2 separate regions of the Dromaius novaehollandiae genome follow, and region 1 is linked to region 2. The links are chromatin contacts, called in public Hi-C maps. All regions are on one chromosome and are shown on one strand. The core of a region is the stretch at or near the end of the contact, and the rest is flanking DNA. Distances in the headings are between cores, read along the strand shown. Region 1 holds the start of TMED10 (transmembrane p24 trafficking protein 10). Region 2 overlaps LOC135328648 (a long non-coding RNA gene).

The links. A called contact is a pair of places that touch in the nucleus more often than the background predicts.
Region 1: a Hi-C map of liver shows a contact between it and region 2, with 4 times the contacts expected there. The contact joins the promoter of TMED10 here to the enhancer-like site in region 2. A contact is called at or near these places in 4 of 4 Hi-C or Micro-C datasets (blood, brain, liver and 1 more).

Annotation. Positions count from the first base shown.
Region 1 is chr5:26,917,271-26,922,455 of bDroNov1.hap1, reverse strand. It overlaps TMED10 (transmembrane p24 trafficking protein 10), which reads right to left and starts at 2,401. Exons shown (of 5, transcript XM_026120344.2): 1 at 2,089-2,401. The coding sequence starts at 2,304.
Region 2 is chr5:26,879,027-26,884,162 of bDroNov1.hap1, reverse strand. It overlaps LOC135328648 (a long non-coding RNA gene), which reads left to right. Exons shown (of 5, transcript XR_010389607.1): 4 at 41-90. Among named protein-coding and RNA genes, the nearest start is that of FOS, 14 kb to the left of the region's middle. Within about 2 kb of position 2,717, at least 2 of the 2 cell types and tissues checked have open chromatin away from gene starts, as enhancers often do.

The sequences.
Region 1 (5,185 bases), core at 1,152-3,651, 39 kb before region 2:
CAGCTGGCAAACTGCGCAGATTCCTCAGAAACAGAGGGTGCCACTGTTAGTGTTGGAATATCACAAACACAGAACTGAGCTCATGGACAGGAACCATACCGAGCTCAGTCAAGATTAACTGCCAACCTCCTACATTCTGGAGACCCAATTCAGGGAACTGAAACAGACCATCCAGTGCAGAAGAAAGGAGACCACCTGCAGATATCATGCCCTGAACTAACATTTCCCACACCAACTCAGACACAAAGGAAAAGAAGTGTGCACCTATCAGAAGTGCAGCACTTAGATACACATAGGGCATTGGGTGGCCATACCTGAAGAGTAAGAAAAAGAGCAAGAACAGCATAGTCTATTCCTCCTTTGCAGCTTTTCAAACTAGTACAGTGTGACATTTGGTTTCTTAAATCAAATTGATTTTTACAGTTCCAATAAAATAAAACTTCCATGAGCACTCGTATTTGGATATCAGCTTCAGCAGCAAAGCCAGACTAAAACCCTGGCATAGGGCTCATGGCTTCACCACCTCCCTAGATAAGTTCTCTGTAATAAAAGCAAGTTTCAGAAAAGATTGCAGGTCAGTTGACGTAAGAGCAGGCAACCAGAGATCCACAACACTTGATCACTGAGTGAGAAAAGACAGAAGGTAACGTAGCACTCAGACTAAAATGCACGCACCTTACAAGGCAAACGCTATAGCAACATTTCAAAGGGCTAAAGCTGTTTGGCTCTGTCTATATACAGACAAGTCTCCTCTCACAAATGGTGTAACTATACAGAGCAAAACAATTAAAAAAAAAAAAAAAAGCAAGACTTCAGAAACAGCCTTCGCTAGCCAAAAGCAAGCATGACTGCCATTATCCCAAGGTTTTCAGGTATCTGAAGGTGGATGCTGCAAGGGTAACATGATCTCAGAAAAATCTCACAATTCTCACTGAACACTCCCATTTCTGAGCCTAGAGATTCTTGAGCTGACAGCCTTGTCACTGTTTGCTTGTATGGTCACTTTTAAAATCCTCTGGAAGCTCAGAGAGAAGTAAAAGATAGACAGAAAAAAGCTTCTGCAAATTGATTAAATAGTAATAGATCTGCTTGGATAGTTGGGGAATTAGAAGAAAGCCCAGGGAAGGAAGATAGCAAACAGAACTAAAGTGAAGCTGTTAAAGTGGTCTTTCAATAGCTTCCTGTCACCTAAATAGAAGTATTGTTCACATATATTCTGCTGATCTTTCCCCTATACTCCGTAAAGATCCTTCAGGCTATTGTCTTGGTGCTTTCCTCCTTGCAGTGAACACCGTGGCATGCCAGAACGCCCCGTTAAAATCCACATAGATCACGGTACAGAAAGGACAGAGTAACTGCTTATCAGAAGCTCGTTTCCAAGTCCCCATCTGGCCCTTCCACCGTGACCTGCTGCCTGGTCCCTCTGCGCCAGGCTGCACGCAGAGACGGAGCTCTCCGACGGCCACGTCAGTGCAACGCTCCCCTCCCCGCACAGCGTCAACAAAGGCAGCCCAGGGCGGCCCTACCCCGGCGGCCCACCCTCACCCCGCGCCGCACGTCTCGCGGCCCGCACGGCCCCGCTCACGACGGCCGGCGGGGCCGGGAAGCCGCGGGCTGCTCCCCGAGGCGCCACCCGCCCCTAGCCCCGACGGCGCTCCCGGGAGGGCTGCCGGCCCGCGCAGCTCCCCAGCACAGCGCAGGCCCTGCCCCCCTCCCCCGCCGCGCCGCGGGGGTGCCCGTCACCGCGGCGCCCGGCCGCCCGCCACGCCGCAGGCAGCGGGCGAGGCCTGCCGCCGGCACCCACGGACGCGGCACGGCGCGCGGAAAAGCGCGGCCCACAGGCCGGACCCCGCCGCCGCCCCGGGGGGAAGCCAAGCCGCGGGGCGCCGCCGCCCCCGGCCCCGCCGCCGCCGTTACGCGCGCGCTCCGGCCCCGCCCCGCCCCCGCCACGTCCGGCGCCGGCCCCGCGCGGCCCTGTCACGGCCGCCGCCGCCGCGCGGGCGGGGCGCGGGGAGGTGAGGTGGGGCGGGGCGGGGCGCGCGCCCCCGCCGCCCCCAGGCCCCCGCCGCCGCCGGGCCCCGGTCGCACCTTGAGGTTGGCGGAGGGGCCGGTGGAGGAGCCCGGCGGCGCGCCGATCTCGTACTCGCCCGTGACCAGCGTGTCGCGGTGAATCTCCTCCCGCAGGCACTTGCGGGCCTTGCCCGGCAGCTGGAAGGAGATCGGCCGCGCCGGGCCCACCAGCAGCAGCAGCGCCAGCGCCAGGCTGAGGCGGGGGCGGCCGGGCGGCGGCGGCGACAGCGGCATGGCGGCGGCTCCGGGTGCGACAGGCCGGGCGCCCTCCCCCGCGCCACGTGACCGCCGCCGCCGTGCGTCAGCGCAGGGGGCGCGCGCGGCGCGGGAGCGCGGGCGGCGCAGGGGGAGGGGCGGCGCGGGGGCGGGGCGCGCGCGGAGGGCGGGAAGCGGGGGGCGGGGCGACCCCGCGTGCCGGGTAGCCCGGGGGGCTGAAGCGTTAACGGCGCGGGCGGTTCGCCTCCCCGGCTGTGCCCGCGGGCGGGGGGCGGAGGAAGTAAGAGTAGACCCGGAGCCGCTGCAGAGCGACGCTGCTTTAAAGTGCAGGTGATGGCTGAGGCTTCAGAGAACTGCCATAAAGGTTACAAAAGTACCTGAGGCCTGGGAGGGAACTCCAGTGGGGTCTTCCCCCCCAAAAAAACACCTCTCAATATTGGCAGCAGAGTCAGAAGGAAGAAGAGTAAAGTGGATGTAACACAAGCACTACTGGGTTTTTGAAACAACATTGGTAGTTTTATCGTAGCGGCGGCACAAAATGCCACGTGTGACGGAAGCGTGCGCGTGCGCTCCTGGCCCGATAGCCGGCAGAAAGGGCCTGTTATCTCCGGCCGCCGTCTCTGGGAGGCCGCGCGGTGCCCGGCGGGATTCAGGGAGACTGTGGACGCTGCGCTGGCTGGGTGGCGAGCGCGCCAGGCATCGCCCCGGCCCGCAGCCCTGAGTCCGGGCACCGCTGGCCCCTGCTCCCAAAATGAGCCTGCTGCAACTGGGACCTTCTGCAGGAGCTACGAATGCCGAGAATTTCAGTGTGTGTCTGATCATCTTCTCGAGGTAGAAGCAGATCCACGGGAGTCAAGTATTGAACACTGCCGAGTCCACTATTTCATAGTGGATCAAGAAATGATCTGTTACACAACATGGTAATAAGTTAAAAAAAGCAAAATGTGTTAAGATACAGAGGTACATGCTACAGATGTACAAGCAATCTGAACTGCTACAGACTCCCAGAACTTTTTATACAGTTGGATGTCTCCCAAATCTTTCGGTGGAAGATGCACTTGCCTTTCTAACATTTTTTTTTTTAAGTTTCAGAGTAATTTTCCCTCTGACTTCTTCAGCCAGGAAAATTTTGTTTTATCAGATGTCGCTCTTCTGTGGATCAGCACCATGCGAATACCATACAATAGTGATAGAGATATGCAAGTGTTTTTGACACCAAATATAATTACCATGATTTTTAAAGACACTTTGGATAATTTTTTTTTCTTTCCAGCATATGCACAGATCTACTTTTTTTTTTTTCATTTGGTCTCTAATACTTTAAGTAGTTTAGCTTTTATGAACACAGCATTAAATAACCCACTATCTGCATTAATGCTCTCCTCTCTTTATTCCTGTGGCCCTTGCAGCGTTCCTCAGTGTATCTTGCCTTGGCAGGGGGAAAGGAAGGAGGAAGATTTCCCAAATATGCAATTACAATTACCACATCTGTAGTTAGCTCCTGGGATTGGCTGCAAATATTTGTGTGTGTGTGGAGGTAAGGAAAGGTGAGAAGAAAGACATGAGTGGTAGCATTGCTAGAAAACAAAAAAAAAAAAGCTCTTTTATTTTTATTAGCTTGTGTAAAAAATGTATTACCCTGTTGTTTCACTTTTATTTCTTTTAAATGTTACCATTCCTTCCTGTGGGCAAAACATGTCATTAATGGCAAGTAATAAGCAGGAATCGGTACAAACTTCAATCTTAAGAGACTTAAACTACCAAACTTTTTGGCTAGATGTTTACATGCAGACCAAGACAGGCCAAGCCATGACCAGAACGCTTTAAAGAAGAGCTGAGGCAGTACGATGAAGGCAGGGTTAGTTTCGCGTTAACTCAAGCGACAAGCTTATCTGACCTTCAGATGAAGGAACAGGAACTATGCCCTACTGCACAGAGATGGAGTGACCTCTTTGCTTGGAGAGGAATAAAGAGAACCCTCATTTAAAAAAAAAACCACCAACATGAAGCCCTTGTGCTACATTTAAATGACATTTTAGGAAACACTATTTTCCTTAGCATAGCCTCTATGTTCTTAGTGAATGTTGACTGTGCTCAAATATACAGGCCCTTGTTTTAAGCTTCAGTTTATTTTTTGAAATGGTACTTACCGTCACTTGTTGCACATTTCAGTACATCTTTATTTTTCTAATCAGTTCATAAACCTTTCCTTACTTGGACAATTAAATTAATTTAAAGCTCAACTGTTACAAAATAAATATTTAGCTGGTTTCTGCGATATATCAAAGTATACTTGCACAATGAAAACATTCTTTCCATTATGGCACTTCAGGCAGAAATTATTTCACAAGCTTTAAGAAACATAGATTATTTGAATCTGAAGATATGAAATGTTGTAATGTTCTACCACAAAATTCCTGATGAAATATGCACAACACTACAAATCTCTCCATACAGAACATTCCTCATATCAGTGATATGTAGCCAGTCAAATTCAAAACATTCAATGATGCCTTATTTTCTGGGGGAAATATCAGAGAAAGTGGCTCTGTCACGTTAAGGAAGGTAACCTCATTTTCTAAAATTGAAGTGTGAAGTCAACTATTAAAGAGTAAATATATACTGAATACAATTCCATTCCTATTTAGTCCATTTTGTCATGGTACATTTTTAGATAAGAGTTACATTTATGACCAACAAATTTATCATCAATGTTTTGTTGTAACTTTCCCTTGTATGACTGTATTATGCTATAAACTGCAGCACACACAAGTTCAGATTGTTCTAATTATAAAATTGTACCATAAACGCCTTAGTGCTTTAGCATGTTGTGAAAGAAAGTAGCACTGAAATGCTGAAAGTCTCTCTACAGTTCCCATCTTTTCACTCTGCAAAGCAC
Region 2 (5,136 bases), core at 1,468-3,967:
CTTAATTACTGGATATTGGATGACAGATTGTGCCCTGCAGGTGATCGGACACGGAATGTTGTAAAGACCAGCTCTGACTCTTAACCAAAGGTTTGTATTTCCTTTTAAGAAACATCATACACTTAAATAATTATCTGTGTTTGTGAGGGCAAAGTATTTATTATATAATGATTTCTACCTGAGGATCTTGGAGCTCCTTTTGGGCTCTAATGATTTAAGTGTTCTGTTCTATTCTGTGTATTACCATGAGCTTTTTAGTGTAGCATCTAAGTACTTTCCCACTAACCTCAAATGTGACTAATACGTGAATGTGTGGTTTGCTCCTCTCTCCCCAGTGGATTTTAGGTTTCAGTGCATTTCCATTACAGGTGAAAGAAGCATGCCTTGCATTCTGGAGGTGCAGGTGGTGAGTGTTGGGATGGTCTTTAGTCCCTGGGAAGTTCATTCTGCGAATTTGGACAGGTCCCTGGAAGATTGTGTCTCTTGCACAAGCAAGCATTACAGTATTGCAGAGTCCTCTTCTGCAAGAGGGCTAGAGTTGTTCACTATAGTGTTTATCTTCAGATTTGTGTGTGTGTGTGCATGCTTTTTAAATGTTCTGGGCCAAGGCCCCTGAGTGCCTTGAAGGTGAAAACCAAGGCTTTGAACTAACTCAGTTAGCAGTCCCCAGAACCCTGTGAAGTCTGTGAAGAGTGTGATTCCCATATTACTAGACAGGTAAATCGAGGCATTGAAACTGCAGTTTTAGGATAGTTTAAACCAGTCCTGTGGTCCTGCTGTCTTCTTTGCTCCTGTCCATGTGATTGTGTTCTCTTCCTGTCTTGTGTGGTGGTACTTGTCTGACCCTTCAGTGAATTAGTTCAGGAAACTAGTACAAAAATGTATTTGTTTGGGAGGGTTAAACTCCAGCTGGTCTGGGTCCCTGACCCAGGGACTAGTGCCAGAGCAAGGGAAGAGACAGATCCTGTAGCTGGCAGATCTCTATAAATGCTTGTGGAAGAGCGTCTTGAGTACGTAAGTGATTTGCCTAAAATCAGTTTGGGAACACTGACTCTTCAGAGTGTGTCCCTTAAAATCCTTTTTTTTAACATGGGGGTGATCAAACACTTGCCCAGAGAGGGTGAGGAACCTGCAACCTTGGAGGTATTCAAAACTCAGCTGGACAAGGCCCTCGAGCAGCCTTGCTTTGAGCAGAGTTGGGCTAGATGGCCTCCAGAGACCCCTTCCAACTCACGTTGTTCACTGAGCCTATGATCAGTAGGATCAGTTGGGTCAAGAAGGGTTCAGAAATAGCAGTGGCAGTGTGTGGCAACAGCCTGGTGACAAGGTTTGTGGTTTGTGACAACTATTCCAGATGTCTAGATCATCTCTATGTATATGTATGAATACCTCTAAACTCTGTGAATGACATGCTCTGGCAGATCTAACTGTAGCAATTTAAAGTTTGCTTTAAATCTTTGCTGAATAAAGTGGGTTGCTAGCTCTGTCTCAGGTGATAGAAAGGAGTCTGTGCTGTAGCCATCCCAGTTACCAATTCTGTTAGCCAGCAAGCCACCGAGGAAAAGGGCTTTTGCAAAGTTCCCAGATGGCAAGTGAGAACAGCTAGAGCTCCCATTCCTTTCACCACCCCTGCAAATGGGTGTGTTAAGCCTGGCCAGGAGAGCAGGGTGGAGAGACTGGCGTGGGAATGCCTGAAAATGCCGCTGCTGTTATCATCAGCATGCAAGTCAGATGCCTTAGGCAGCAGTTCTAGGTTTTGCCTCCCCTAAACTCAGTTCTTTCCTGGGGTCCCAAGAAGCATCCATTCACTGGTGATTTTTCCTCCCATGTCTGATATTTCTGTACTTATCATCTCCATATATAAACCAGTATGCTATAGTTTTTACTGTAGCTGATGGAGAGAAGTGTGTAAATGTCTTTGTGGCCATAGTGTTTGATTTCATAACGGATGTGCAGCATGATCCTAAGCCATAGTAGAGGTGTCCAATAAAATGGTACAAGGCTACTCACATCTGCTAAGTTTCAGCAGTCCCCTCCAGGTCCTCCTCTCTCAGTGGAAGAGTCTTGGTGCTACTCTTTGGGATTTCATCACCAGTCCTGTAATGTTTTATATATTTCTTAAAGCCCCAGTGCCTGGAGTCATGTGGTTATGTAAGAATTTAAATTTCATTTTTTATTAGGTATGTGTTTAGATCTCGAGATCAAGGAGGAGAATTGGGTAATGTGAACCTTGTAGCCTCAAACGCTTGAAGCAACAAGCAACATCCAGCACTTAAAGCAGCGATATCAAGCCAATCTCAGGAGTTACTGGGGCTCTGGCTTGTGAACACGTGGGCTGGCACCAGCGCCCGTGCTGGTGTGGGTGCAGCTGGCTGGCGAGCCCAGGGAGCCCCGCCACCGTCTCCTTCCTCGCCGCGCCTGGGCAGGCCGCCCGCGAGCCCCCGGGACCGGCGCTTCCTGCCCGCCCCGGCGGTCGCCCCGCGCCTCTCCTGCGCGCTGGCGTTGCCGGCTGCGGCCGGCCCCGAGCCCTCCCTGAGCGAGGCGCCCGGCCGCCCGCCGGGGCTCTCCCGGCACAGGCAGCCTTCGCTCCCCTTCCCTGCCGGTAAGAGCATCTCGCAGTGCCCTCTGTCGGCCGCTGGCTGACCAAGTCCCTGCCCTGCCCTGGAGGCTGGGCACCCGAATTGCAGCTCTGGGAGGTCTCAGCATGTTTCTGCAGCCCTACGGGAGTGCTGCTGGTCCGGTGGGTAAGCCCGAGGAATACTTCATTCCTCGCCTTTCAGTGCACCCTGCTGGCCTCCAGGAAGCAGAGCACTGGGGGAGAAAAGCAGAAGTGACTAGTTCTCGGAGAGGAGTATTGAATCATACAATAATCTAGGTAGGAAGGGACTCCTGGAGATGATTCCTACAGATCCGTCTGTGTTCCTCCCTCCCTGCCCTACTCAGAGCAGGTCCAACCAGGGCAGGTTGCTCACATTGTTGTGCAGTCAGGTTTTGAGTATCTCCAGGAATAGAGATTTCATAGCCTTTCTGGACGACCTGGTCCAGTGTTTGACTACCCTCAAGAGTGAAAAATGAGGATCCTAGGGATGTGCACTAAAGAGTCAGTATTCTTCCACTGCATTCCCAAACTCTTTACAGACAAGTTCCAAATAATTTTTCTGCAAAACAACTCAGCCAGTTGGCACCCAACCTGTACTGTTGCATGGGGGAGTTATTCCATCCAAGGTGCAGGGCTTTGCATTTGCCTTGCTTGAACTTCCTCAGGTCCCTGTCAGCCCATTTATCTAGCCTGTTGGGGTACCTCTGAGTAGTAGCCTTTCTTTCTAGCATATCAGCCACTACCCATTATTTGGTATAGAGTGTGAACTTGCTGGGAGTGCACTTTGCCACATCACCCCGGACATTAATAAAGACATTACAAAGTATTGGCCCCAGAATTGGGCATTGAGAGGTGCCGCTAGTACCTGGCTGTCATTTGGATTTTGTACTGCTGATCAGAACACTTTGAGCTTGGTAGTCCAACCAATTCTCCACCTACCCACCTTATTATTCACTTATCCAGTCCATATCTCACTGATTTGTCTATAAGGCTACTATGGGAGATGTTGTGCAAAGCCCTGCTAAAGTCAAGGTAAGCGACTGGCTCAGTCAAAACTAAAGAGTTGATACTACAGTCCCACAGTGCAGCAGCCTACTTAGCGAGCTGCCCTGGGCAGCCCCTCCAGCTCTTTCTGCAAAATTTTTACCCCTGTCACTCACCTGATCCTGTCTCAATTCTCTGTGGCACGAGGCCAGTTCTCTGCACTCTCACCTGTTTTCCAAAGATTCCCCCAGCATAACAAGGGTCCTTGCTCGCAGCAGGGCCAGGCAGACAGTTATGCTTTTTGTAGAAAGGACAGGTGGTTGATATGGGCCAGACTTGCCCTCAGAGTTCTTTGCTTTGTGGTGCATCTGCAAGTCTAATAACTGAAATTCCTTCTGATGAAATCTCTTGTCCTTAAGCCTTTTGGAGATGTACACATGCTGATCTTGGGTATAGCTTGCCTAATGGAGCTTTGGATAGGGTGCTCTGTTCTTGTAAACGCCATGAAGATCTGGGGCCAGTGAAGGTTTTTATTATCAGATTTCACCCTAGGAAATGGTAAAAAATTTGACAGGGATTGTGGCATTGGGATCTGGCATTTGTGAAAAGTGCTGAAGATTAAAGCACAGCACACAAGGAGCTTGGACTCCCACAGGCTGTGCTAGCCAGAGGAAGGGCTTTGCTTTTGTTTATTTTGCTAAGTCTGTTTTTGGCTCTATGAACTGCGTTCTGCAGGAAGGGCTTAGGGAGATTTTGGACTGAGCCAGTCTTGGGCCAGTGAGGGAGCCCAATACTGAACTCCTGACAGAAGCTAGATCTTTGAAGGAGTGTCTTGCTGTTACTAGCATGCTGGCAGAGCATGTTCATGATCCTGAGGTTGAAGGGCTCTGTGGATAAAGTAGAGGTTATATAGAGCATGTTGGATTCAAATGTTGCCCTGTGTGTATAATTTTGGGGTAATTTCTAAAGTAAATAAAAAAGCAGGAAAGCACAGCCCTGCATTAAGGTCCCTCAAAACTTTCTGCACTGATATTACGTTAGTCATGTCTTTGCAGCAAAATAGATAGCCCACAGCCTAAGAAAAAGAACCCTGTCCACGTACAGATCCTGACATTCTTTCCTGATCTTTTGAACCCAGGACAGAAATCCTTGTGTGGCAAGAAAGGAGTGAGACATGGATAAGAGTTTGGGTTAAGTGTACAATAAATGTACAGTCAAGCCTTTTGACAGAGCTCAGCTTCTGGGTCTCTCTGTGAGCAACAACGCTACAGCCTGTTGCCTAAAGTTAACTTGCCTTCCCTCCTTTCACAATAGAGGGAAGGCAAGTTAGAAGAATTCTGAACCAGCACTAACCTGTAGCTGCTGCTGTCTCCAACGGTAGGACTTTTACATTGTTGAAGAGTGTGCAGGGGAGCAATGCTTATTCAATTTATTCATCAGTGACCTGGATGATGGGACAGAGTGTATCCTTGGGAGGAGCGGCTGATACACCAGAGGGCTGTGCTGCCATTCAGAGGGACCTCAACAGGCTGGAGAGATTGGCAGAGAGGAAC